Linked DNA regions of Mus musculus: regions 1 and 2 are each linked to region 3. Evidence: chromatin contacts called from public HiChIP or PLAC-seq data. All regions are on one chromosome and are shown on one strand. Each heading gives the region's core, a stretch centred on a gene start, on an enhancer-like site or on the middle of the called end of the contact. The rest is flanking DNA. Distances are from core to core; before and after follow the strand shown. Region 1 has its middle 14 kb from the start of Gm26644. Region 2 has its middle 3.9 kb from the start of Gm41856. Region 3 overlaps Sfxn3 (sideroflexin 3).

Evidence for each region. HiChIP or PLAC-seq counts read pairs in DNA pulled down with a chosen protein or histone mark.
Region 1: a FOXA1 HiChIP or PLAC-seq map of pancreatic cancer cells shows a contact between it and region 3. The contact joins two enhancer-like sites. A contact is called at or near these places in 1 of 39 promoter capture datasets (neural stem cells) and 2 of 115 datasets of contacts at active chromatin or transcription factors (embryonic stem cells and pancreatic cancer cells).
Region 2: a FOXA1 HiChIP or PLAC-seq map of pancreatic cancer cells shows a contact between it and region 3. The contact joins two enhancer-like sites. A contact is called at or near these places in 1 of 39 promoter capture datasets (hippocampal neurons), 2 of 484 Hi-C or Micro-C datasets (cortical neurons and extraembryonic endoderm stem cells), 8 of 115 datasets of contacts at active chromatin or transcription factors (SST interneurons, embryonic forebrain, embryonic hindbrain and 5 more) and 2 of 9 other capture datasets (adipose tissue and embryonic stem cells).

The regions. Positions count from the first base shown.
Region 1 is chr19:44,707,314-44,710,927 of GRCm38.p6, forward strand. No RefSeq gene overlaps it. Among named protein-coding and RNA genes, the nearest start is that of Gm26644, 14 kb to the left of the region's middle. Within about 2 kb of position 1,793, at least 37 of the 459 cell types and tissues checked have an H3K27ac peak or open chromatin away from gene starts, as enhancers often do. A contact at or near this core is called in pancreatic cancer cells, where this site is marked.
Region 2 is chr19:45,546,990-45,550,903 of GRCm38.p6, forward strand. No RefSeq gene overlaps it. Among named protein-coding and RNA genes, the nearest start is that of Gm41856, 3.9 kb to the left of the region's middle. Within about 2 kb of position 1,697, at least 35 of the 459 cell types and tissues checked have an H3K27ac peak or open chromatin away from gene starts, as enhancers often do. A contact at or near this core is called in pancreatic cancer cells, where this site is marked.
Region 3 is chr19:45,053,068-45,056,804 of GRCm38.p6, forward strand. It overlaps Sfxn3 (sideroflexin 3), which reads left to right. Exons shown (of 11, transcript NM_053197.4): 9 at 603-652; 10 at 1,235-1,282; 11 at 1,538-3,316. The coding sequence ends at 1,634. It also overlaps a transcript of Pdzd7 not described here. Among named protein-coding and RNA genes, the nearest start is that of Sfxn3, 7.4 kb to the left of the region's middle. Within about 2 kb of position 2,389, at least 59 of the 459 cell types and tissues checked have an H3K27ac peak or open chromatin away from gene starts, as enhancers often do. A contact at or near this core is called in pancreatic cancer cells, where this site is marked.

The sequences.
Region 1 (3,614 bases), core at 543-3,042, 350 kb before region 3:
ACAGCCGCTGCAATCTGTAGCTTGCCTGCCATGGGCTTGTTTTTCTCTCAAAGGTTAATAAAATGGTCCTTGAGCTTTAAAAAAAAAATTGTTTAACAAGAGAAGGAAATGTAGCTCAGTGGTAAAGCATTTGCTTAGCATGAAAAAATGCTACAAGTTCCATCACCAACAATGAAATAATAATAATAGCGGGGTGGGGGGGTGGGGTGGCTCACGCCTTTAATCCCAGCACTCCGGAGGCAGAGGCAGGTGGATTTCTGAGTTTGAGGCCAGCCTGGTCTACAAAGTGAATTCCAGGACAGCGAGGACTCCACAGTGAAACCCTGTCTCGAAAAAAAAAAAAACCAAAATAATAATAATAATAATAATAAATTAATAGATCCCCTTTTAGGCCCCAGAGCTGGAGCAAGATATCATCCAGCAATAGACAACTAACACAGTAAGGTAAGTGCTAGCATTTCTTCCTTTTAAAAAAATTTATTTGTTTATTTATTTATTTTATGTAAGTGGGTTTTTTGTCTGCACACACATCTGCACACTAGAAGACAGCATCAGCCAGCTCTGAGCTATCATGTGAGTACTGGGAATTGAACTCAGTACCTTTGGAAGAGCAGCGTGTACTCTTAACCATAGAGCTATCTCTCTGGCCCCAATGCTACCATTTCTTTTTTCTACAAATGGGGGCCCTGAGGCCATAAGGGATTAAGAATTTGCCTAGCATTAGGCCACTAGTGACTGATGAAAAATGAACTGAGTTGTTCCAGCTCCAAGGGCCACATGAGCAACCAGTAGTTAGAGAAGAAAGGCACTTCAGAGATGCCCACGTCCTTATTCTTGGGACTAGAGAATACATTGCCAAACTTGGTAAGAAGGCACTTTGTGGCTATAATTACCTTAGTGGTCTTGAGAGCGGTGGATTCTCCAGGATGGTCTGAATGTACATAACACAAGAACATGCCCTTTATGTTGTTGTTGTTTTGTTTTGGTTGGTTGGTTTTGGTTTTTCGAGACAGGGTTTCTCTGTATAGCCCTGGCTGTCCTGGAACTCACTTTGTAGACCAGGCTGGCCTCAAATTCAGAAATCCTCCTGCCTCTGCCTCCCGAGTGCCGGGATTAAAGGCGTGCGCCACCATGCCCGGCTTGCACATGCCCTTTATGAAAGAAAGCAACAGTGTCAAATCAAAAGCAAGGTGACACAGGGCTGTGACCTGGGGAATGAGGGCAGCCTTCAGAAGTGGGACCAGCAAGGTCACAAACTCCCTGACACCCTTATAAGGAGGAGCAGGCCCTGCCCACACCTTGACTCTTAACATAGTGAGAATAATTTCTGTCCAGTCCATTTACCTCTCTCTCTCTCTCTCTCTCTCTCTCTCTCTCTCTCTCTCTCTCTCTGTGTGTGTGTGTGTGTGTGTGTGTGCACGCATATGCATGTGTGTGTGAATGTGTGTCTGTCTCTGACTCAGTCTGTGTCTTTTTCTCTCTCTGACTTTGTCTCTCTTTCTCTGTCTCTCCCCTGGTACCAGAGGCTTGCCATGTAGCTCAGGCTGACCCTAAATTCACTACATAATGTAGTCCAGGCTGGCCTCCAGCTTGTAGCCCTCCTCTCTCTGCCTCAAAGGGGCTGAGATCATAGGCATGCATTGGGGAAACCCTTTCTTTCCATGTTCCTCTACTTACCTCTTCCAGGACATCTCAGAGTGTCCCTGCAGCTGCTGCTGCTCTGTCCTGTCCCTCCAGCAGACATTTGCCACCTTCTTACTCAGCACTTACTAATATCACTGCTAATGTGCTGGCGGGCGGCCCAGTGACATTCTTATGAGTATGAGTCATGGAATCCAAGGACAGGAGGCTGGAGAGGTCCTTTGAGAATCTATCCCTTCGTTTTATGGATGATGAAACTGAGTCCCAGGGAAGTGAAGAAAGCCATGTACCCAAGGTCATGTAGCCAAGGCTCAAAGACATGGCTCTTGATTCTACATCCCCAAGCTCATTTACTCAGCAAGTATTTACCAAGCCCTTGGTAAGTAAGCGAGGTGCTGGAAATGTGATGACAATCACAAGCAAGAACGGCCCTTGCTCTCCTCACAAGGGTGCCCAGTCTGTAATAAATGCCATTATCACGTGGATATACCATTACTCACCATGACAAAGAAAGTGAGGACATTTGTTCCATGTGACAAGCTGACAGAGTGCAAACCAGAAAGGTGTTTGAAGTCAGCAAATCAGGGAAGGCTCATCTGAGGAGGTCACCACTGTATGAAGCCGTGAATAAGGGCGAGCAGAGTTAACTGGGACTCTCTAGGGTTAGGGAGGAGAACAAAATCTGTTGAACAGGAGAAATGCAATCTATGAGGGCCTGGAGCCCAGGGGAGCAGAACAAGATGTATGTGTGTGGAGGGGTCAGGATGTCAGGTGGGCCAGAATGACAAGGAGAGAGGTGAGACCTATGGGCTCCCAAGTCCACAGCATCTGCCCACAAGGGCCAGAGAGGCCGTGTGAGCCCTTGGTATTACTCCTGATGCTAATGAGAAGCCATAGGAAGATTTTAAGCAGAGAATGACATGTTCATACTTGAGTTTTATGGTGTTTGCCCCCACCAGGGCCTTCACTTATCTCTATAGGCATGTTAGAGATCATTATTACAGGGAGTTTTATGCCGCTCTGTATTCCTCTCCAGACACTTAGCCTTGTACAGAACAGGTGCCCCATAAATACACGTTGATTAACCTCTCAGACACAGGCGAGGCTGGCGGTCGCTCCCTCCCTCTTGGAGCTCTCTGGCTTTGGCTCTTCAGTCACCACACACTGACTCTCTTAAGCTTCCCCTCACACACACACAGACACACAGACACACAGACACACAGACACACACACACACACATACCCCACAGATTCCTCCGAGGTCTGGTCATTACCCTCTTTTTTCTCTGTCCACATTCCCCCCAGGTCACCTTGTACCTTCCTATAGAAGTGATCATTTGATCATTTCCTTCTGGGCTAAGCTAGGACTCAGGATGCCTGGCACCCTGACTACTTACCCTGTCATTCCCAGAGTTGATATGGTACCCAGGGTATAGCAAATCTCCCACATGAATGTTAATCTTCATGAGTGTTATACCTTACACCTGCATAAGTTATTTAATGAGAGTACATATTAGATGACCATTCAGATGAAGTTCAAGTCTGAACAAAACTAATCTCTGGTGCTTGATACCCAAATAATAGCCACCTACTGAGACCTACTAACTGGGTAGAAACACAGAGATTTGGGGACAGGGGGACTAGAAATCTTGATCCCTGTGTCCCAGGATCTGGCCAGTATTTCCCATGGGAAAGTCATGTGATTCATAATATTAACTGTGTGTGTGGCTTAAAAATAAATGCATACATAAATAAAGAGGGAGGTGGTAACTGCCAAGGGGGAGTGTCCATTTCTTATTTTAGGGATCTGCCTGGAAGCCCACCTCATTCAACAGCCCCTGTCCCATCTATTGCTCTCTTGAGTGCTGCGCCCAACACTGTTATCAATGTGTTTCCAACAATTCGCTTTCCAGCCTGCAGGTCCCCTTGCACTTCACACTACCCTTCTTGTCTCTCTCCTCACCCAGCTTTCA
Region 2 (3,914 bases), core at 447-2,946, 490 kb after region 3:
CCACTCTGCTTGCTCATGTCTGTGTGCTGGAAGTTTCTGCAGAAGCTGTCTGCACGGGTATAACTCTTGGTTAGTGCTCACAGCGACTCCATCCAGGTTCCAGGCTCCACAGATGCACACGCCACACACTGAAGTGCTTACAAGGATCTGATTCCATGATCAGCCGCAGAAGAGACGGAAGAGTCTGGAAACTGGGAGCAATTATTGCCCTGGGAAATCTGGAGGGCAGGGAGCTGTGTGAGTGGAGTCTCCACACCTCCCCCAGCTTCACCATTACAGGAGCTTCCTAAGGCTCCCCTAGGCTTTGTGCATCTCCTCTAACTGCTACACAGTACACGTTCACACTCTTGGCCCTTTCCAACAGCCGTGGTGCAGGGCAGAAACTCAGGTCAGGTTGCCTGAGCTCGCTACTTAGGGCCCCACAGGCTGGATTGAGAGTCCTGGTTATCCTGGGATCCCAGTAGGGCTCTAAAGAAAAAGTCCTCGCATGCCCACGTTTGTGGCTGGCAGCATCCGTTCCTGATGGCTGTGGGGACTGTTTCTTGCATCAGCACCACTGCTCCTTGAGGCCCCCAGAGTTCCTGCTCATGCTTCAGATCTCTCGTCCACCGCCCTTCCACCTGCCACCAACCAGAGGCAGCTCTCCTTTTAAGGGGCTTGTATGGTTAGATAATGTCCCCTTTGCTATGTAATACAATATAACCCCAGGGGCTAGAGAGACAGCTCAGCAGTTAAGAGCACTGGTTTCTCTTCCAGGGGATCCAGGTTCAGTTCCCAACACCCACATGGCAGCTCACAAATGTACATAAAAATAAAATCATTTAAACACACACACACAAGCCGGGCGTGGGGGCGCACGCCTTTAACCCCAGCACTTGGGAGACAGAGGCAGGTGGATTTCTGAGTTTGAGGCCAGTCTGGTCTACAAAGTGAGTTCCAGGACAGCCAGGGCTATACAGAGAAACCCTGTCTCGAAAAACCAAAAATCAAAACACACACACACACACACACACACACAGAGAGAGAGAGAGAGAGAGAGAGAGAGAGAGAGAGAGCTCACACCCTAGAGCAGAATGCTCTGCCCACTCTCTAAAGGCCAGGTCCCTAGGGACCATGCTCACCACTCCCAGCCTCTCAGGTATACACATCCTTCTGTCCCTAGTTCCAGACCTCCCAATCTATGTGGAGCACTGGACCAATCACTGTTCATGTCTGATCATCAGTTTCTGCATAAAATTGGCAGGCCTTGTGCCTAACAGAACAGGATGTGAGCAGCAGAGGGGACTGTGCTCCTTTAGACTGGAGCCTCCACCCAGGGAGGTGCAGGATGGGGGACCTCCTAGTGAGACTCCACCCACAGCCCAGCCCAGCCCAGCCCAGCACAGCCCAGCACAGCACAGCCCAGCCCAGCATAGCCCAGCCCAGCACAGCCCAGCACAGCCCAGCCCAGCATAGCCCAGCCCAGCATAGCCCAGCCCAGCATAGCCCAGCCCAGCCCAGCATAGCCCAGCCCAGCCCAGCATAGCCCAGCCCAGCCCAGCCCAGTCCAGCCCAGCCCAGCCCAGTCCAGCCCAGCCCAGCCCAGCCCAGCCCAGTCCAGTCCAGCCCAGTCCAGTCCAGCCCAGTCTAGCCCAGCACAGCCCTGCACAAGTGTCCGTGTGTTGTTTCCAGACATCCTGATAACTGTACTGAGAGAGAGTGGTCAGAGACCCATGGTACCCACAGGAACCCTCGGACCTGGCAAGGTGGCTCATCTCTAGCTGAGGGAGTGCAGTGGGACAAGGATCAGAGGGTGACCAACTCTGTTTCAGTCTCACCTCCTCAGCTTACCCTGTCTGCCCGTGTGGCTCAGCCTCCGGGTCTCTAGCAGCCTTCCTGTCCTTCTAACCCAGCCCTGGCTAGCCACTTGTAGTTAATGTCAGCTTCCTGAGGCCTGTGAGTTCCTATCAGTCTTGGGAGCCCCCTCCTCCCCAAGGAACACAACCCCATCTTTCTCCCAGGCTCCCTCCTGCTCTCCCCAAGGGCCAATTTTAGTGCAGTACACAAGCTTCGCTTTGGGGGTCATCTCCCAACCAAGGCAGAGGGGCTGGAAGAAGACCATCCTGACTCCATCCAAGCGCGGGAGCTGGGTAAGAGGTGGGGAAATGAATATTAATTTATCATGATTAGGCAAATCCGGCAGGGAGAGCCGATTCAGGCGGAGGAGGCTAAAAAGATGAATTTCAGCAATAAAATTAAATAAGGACGGACGGGCGGCCCCTCCTCCCTCCCGCTTTGCTGATCTCTCTCTTTCTTACAATTTATGAGGCCAATTATGAAGATGGGGTTGGAAGTTCCTGGAACTTCACTAAATGCAAACGGCGGTCCCTGCTGTTCCCATCAAATTAATTAACCGCGCGCTATTGATGGCCGCTCAAGGCTGACGCAAGCGGTCCGCCCTGCGGTCTCCACCATGGACACAGGGACCCAGAGCTCCGAGTCCAGTCAGGACTCCCCTACCTTTCTAGTCCCTGACCAGCACAACCAGGGTCCCCTGACAAGCCCACACACCTGCCTGAGCCCCTGGTGACATGGGGACTGTACCCAGAGGCTAGCTAGAGACACTGGTACTCACACCACAGCTACAGGGCCCAGAAATGTGTGGTAGGCACACAAACAAGGGACACCGGGTGCATACCCAGGGAACCTGCACTCATACAGTGATGGCTGGGTCGCAGCTCCTGGAGCAGGCAAGGAAGGGCACTGTCTGAGGTGACAGGCTTATCCTGTCAGGGCCAGGCCTGGGTCTAGCAGGTTCTACACAGAGACTCCACAGCCATTGGAGAAGAGATAGTTTATCAGTTCAGGCCCATCTTCTGGTGGCTTTCTCGGGGTCCTTTCAAGCAGCTCATCGTCCCCGGGGGCATCTCCTTGTCTTGGGGCCCAGGGCCTTCCTCAGGGAGGCTCTTCCACGGGGATCAGAGCTGAGGAGGAAGGATGTCGCAGATGAGACCTGGTCCAAAGTCTCAGACTACTTTTCTCTTGGGGCCTTAGCTAGGAGCCTCTCTCTCCAGTTCCAGAGCTTGGGTTCCAGAGCTTGGAAGCAGGGCTGCCCAGGGACTCGGAGATTCTGGGAAAATGGCTGGCTGGTTCTGACTGGAGGGCAGAGTGGACACAGAATCACACCGGTGCCAACTCTAGGCTTAGGCAGCTGCTTTCTGTTTGCAGCCTGGAACCACAGCTGTAGCTTCTCCCCAGCTTCCTCTCAGAAAACAGGAATATGTCCCTCCCCTGCCGTGAAGAGGGGAAGGCCACAGCTTCCAAGTTGTTCCCCTTGGTGCTGGCAAGAGGGGTCCCATTCCTACCAAAGGGCCAGAAATCCCATGATTCTGGAGAAGCTGGGCACAACAGACCCTGCCCACCCTGGCATGCCCCCTCTGGCTGTGGGCTGTGGATGTCTGTTATATGCTTGTGCCTGCTCTGTTCTGGCAGCCAGACTCCCAGTACAAGCTTGGTTCATAGTAAGGTTATGGCCACGACACACATTGTCACCCCAGGCCCTGGATAAACACAAGGGCTGGAAGGGCTGGGTCATAGCCACCCAAAGAGCACTTGTGTGCTAGGCACAAAGTGTCAAAGAGCAGCTGAAGAGAGACCCACAGCAGCCCAAAAGGGGGCTGGGGTCTCCCTTTCCCACAGTGACAAGTCATAGGTCTGACTTGTGGCAGGGCCCACTCACCCATGTAGAGTGAGAGACACATATGGTACTAGTACTCCCCTGTTGTAGGAAAATAATTGTAGAATCGGAGGCTTAAAAGAACCAGACATGGGCTAGAGAGATGGCTCAGTGGTTAAGAGCACTGACTGCTCTTCCACCAGTACTAAGTTCAATTCCTAGCAACCACATGGTGACTCACAACCATCTGTAATGGGAT
Region 3 (3,737 bases), core at 1,139-3,638:
ATAGCAAGTTCCAGGCCAGACAGAGCTACACAGTGAGACTTTTCTCAAAACAAAACAAACAAAAATCAAACATATCGTAAGTTACGATGTGTGTTTTGTAGGAATCCAGTGGGGCAGTGTAACTGAGACTATCCGGGGGGACAGTTTAGTCAAGCACAGGCCTTGGGAGATCCAAGGAATGAGGTGAGTGTTTCAGACAGAGCAGCTAGTTCAAAGGGCCAGGGACAGGATGGCCTGATACATTTGAAGGACAGAGTAATGGTCGTCATGGCTGAAGAGGATGTAGGAGGGTGTGGAGAGGGACATATTTATGCTACTGGGACGACAGGAAGTGAGAAGAGGCTCAAGGGAGGCTCCCTGTAGAAAGTGAGGTAAGAGAAAGATGATCAGCGAGTACCATGGAAACCGATTCTGAGAGGCAAGAGTGTACAACTGCATAGGCAGCAGGTCTGGTTGGGGTAGGGGTTGCCCTGTGCAGGTCCCAGCCCCTCATTGGCTGAGGAGAAACAAGGGCTGCCGAGCTAGAACCATGGTGCAGAAAGGTAGATGGAGTTAGGAAAAAATGGGACACAAGCCATTCTGTTGTCTCTGTCTCCCCACAGCGCCGTCCCTGGCTGGGGGCGCCCCTGCAGGTGGGACTGGTAGGCTTCTGGTAAGTTTGCAAAGGGTTCAGTAGGGGCACATGGGAAAGCCATTATCATTTTGGGTGTGGGTGGGCGCGCACTATCTTTGAGATGCTTACATAACATTGTTCATATATCCAGTTCCAATGGATACCCATAGTGCAAAATCTGTGTGCGCGCATGTGTTGGAAGGGTGGGGGGACCTCTAGGGGTTCTTGCCTTTGAAAGTCAAGAGTTTAGTTGAGGGGTTCAGCCTTCACTCACCAGAGGACCCCATACAAGTAGACTCTAGGGTACAATCCAGGAGTTGCATCCCATTTTACCCCTGATCCTGTTGCTCTCTGATCCTGGGGCTTTGGGTTGATGCTCAAGAGGCTCTTTCCCCAGACAGGATCTAATATCAGGACTGAGTTTAACATCCCTGAATGGTCCTTTGACTCCATTTTCCAACCTTTATGGCTGGGATAGAGCTCAAAAACAAACAAACAAACAAACAAACAAACAAACAAACAAATAAGGCTTCACTCCTGGGGCTATTCCTGTGAGGTGGGGTACAGGGAGGGGACACAAAAGTCAGTGTCACAGACATTTCCTGTGCTCTTCTTCTCTAGCTTGGTATTTGCCACACCCCTGTGCTGCGCTCTGTTCCCTCAGAGAAGGTGAGTGACACCGCTGGACCTGACCAGAATCTCTGCCCGGGACTCTGCATCTCAGGCCCGCAGTGTGTTCCCGGGAGGTCTGACAGGAGCATCTGGGAGCCCGGGGTGGGGGGTGGGGTGGGGGTGGGGTAACAGTGAGCCAGCCCTTCTGAAAGCAGGGAAGATTCTTCACCGGGGAGTGGAGGGAAGCCAGCTCCTGGGTCTGAGACACTGAGCCCGGAGTATATTTACCTAGCCTGTGTTGTTCTATTGCAGCTCCATACATGTGACCAGGCTGGAGCCGGAGCTGAGAGCTCAGATCCAAGCACAAAACCCCAGCATCGATGTGGTTTACTACAACAAGGGGCTTTGAGGGGAGTCGGCCTCTGTCCCTGTCCTTACCTCCTTAGGCTGCTTCTCTGATGCCACCTTGCAATGCTACCACCTGTTTATCTTCTGGGTACTGGGCAAGGGGGCTTGATGTGGGGAGCAGCCACTGAGACCAGCAACCTTAGACTGGGGGAGGCACTCCTATAAGCCTCTCCGCTCCTCTCTGGTTTCAAAGAGCAAGTCACAAAACCCATCCCTCCTGTGTTTGTGTGTGTGCACTGCCACATATGCAGCACATGTGTTTATACATTTCATCCTGGAAGCTAAGAGCAGAAATGCTGTTCTAGGATGTCCTGCTATTTGTCTTCTCTTCTCAGTCTCCTGCCCACCTAACAGCAAGCCTGGTTATGGGTGAGACTTCCTTCCCTAAACTGTTCCTCTAGCTAAGTCATTTCTGATAGCATCTTAGCCTTCTGTGCCCAAGATAAGCCCCAGGATCCCAGAACAGGGACTGAAGAACATCGTAGGCCACCCAGAGCTTAACCCTTCAGGTTTCAAATACAGCTATTTGAACCAGCTCTAAAAGCTGGTTCAGGACGTGGGCTGGTAGAGGAAGCAGTGTGGAATCAGGGAGGCAGGGGGCTCATGCTTGCTGGACCCCACACCCTAGAATGGCTCCACTCCTCTCTTCTGGTGGACCATGGGGGTGTCAGTAGCCTGCACTGCTCTCCACACTGCATTGTGGGTGCTTTTAGAGACCATCTTGAGCATTCTTCGTCTGTTCTGATGAGTCATGTCATGATTCAGAAATCCCACACTTCCAATTCCTCCCCCAATCAGAAAGCCACACAACACAGGCAGAGCAAGCATTCCCTTCAGGAACTGCCACCACCCGTACCCACTTGTAGGGGCTGGTGTGGGACCGGTGCTTAAACACAGGCCTCAAGCGTACAGTATCAAGACAGGTAATTCTGTGTTTCATTGACTCTTCTTAGACACACCCCCCCCCCCTCAGCTCCTTCCTTTCCATCTACCCCGTCTCTGGAAGAACCCAAGGCTTCATATATGCTAAGCAACTGCTCTACCACTGAGCGACATCCCCAGTGCCCTCTTTCTCTTTTCCTTTCTTTCTCTCTTTCTTTCTTTCTTTCTTTCTTTCTTTCTTTCTTTCTTTCTTTCTTTCTTTCCTTTCTTTCTTTCTCTCTCTCTCTCTCTCTCTCTCTCTCTCTCTCTCTCTCTCTCCCTTCCTTCCTTCCTTTCTGTCTGAATGTGTCTGTCTGTCTTTCTGTCTGTCTGTCTTTCTTTCTTTTTTTGTTTGTTTTTGTTTTTCAGTTATGGTTTCTCTGGGTAGCCCTGGCTGTCCTGAAACTCAGAGATCTGCTTGCCTATGGCAGTGAGTGCTGGGATTAAAAGGCATGTGCCACCATTGCCAGCAGCCCGTCTCTTTCTTAAGACATGGCACTGCACTCCCTCTGCCCTTAATTTCAAAAGGAAGAGGGACCCAGGCTCTAATAGCTGGACCAAATAGAAGATGAGTTCGGGAATGGTGTGGGTGATACTGACTCCAGGGCATAGAATTATATCTCCACGCCAAATCCATGACCTCTAGCTAAAAGGTGAATGGGGTCCCCAGTGACATCCACGGAGACCACTTAAACTAACCTCCTCTTCCAGTGACAACAGCTGTCACGTCATGGTGTCAATAAACTGCAATCCTGTCTGGTTCTTGATCTTCAGTTATTCCACATCCCACTTGTCTAAGGAAGTGTCCAGGAGATTCTCCTGCCTTCAGCTCCTCCCCAAACCCTCCCCTACTGTCTGTAGGGAGTCTCATCTCCCAGTAGAGGGCTCTCTGAGCTTACAAAATGGGTCCTCTGGCTAGCAACTATACCCTTGGCTTCATTTCTATCTTCACTAAGAGGACTGCTCACATATATATTAATTGAAGCTCATGGCCTTTTGGTTTCCTTGACGACTCTGGCATAGGGTGGTGACCTCGGTCTCTAGGAAATCTTTACAGAGGGAAGAGGAGGCCAGCAAGCGCCTGCTCATTAGAGCGAAGCTGGTAGGGAATTGGGACATCCTCTGTCTTTACCAGGTCACTGTGGCAACTGGCCCGACAGGATCCCTCCATCACCCCCAGGGT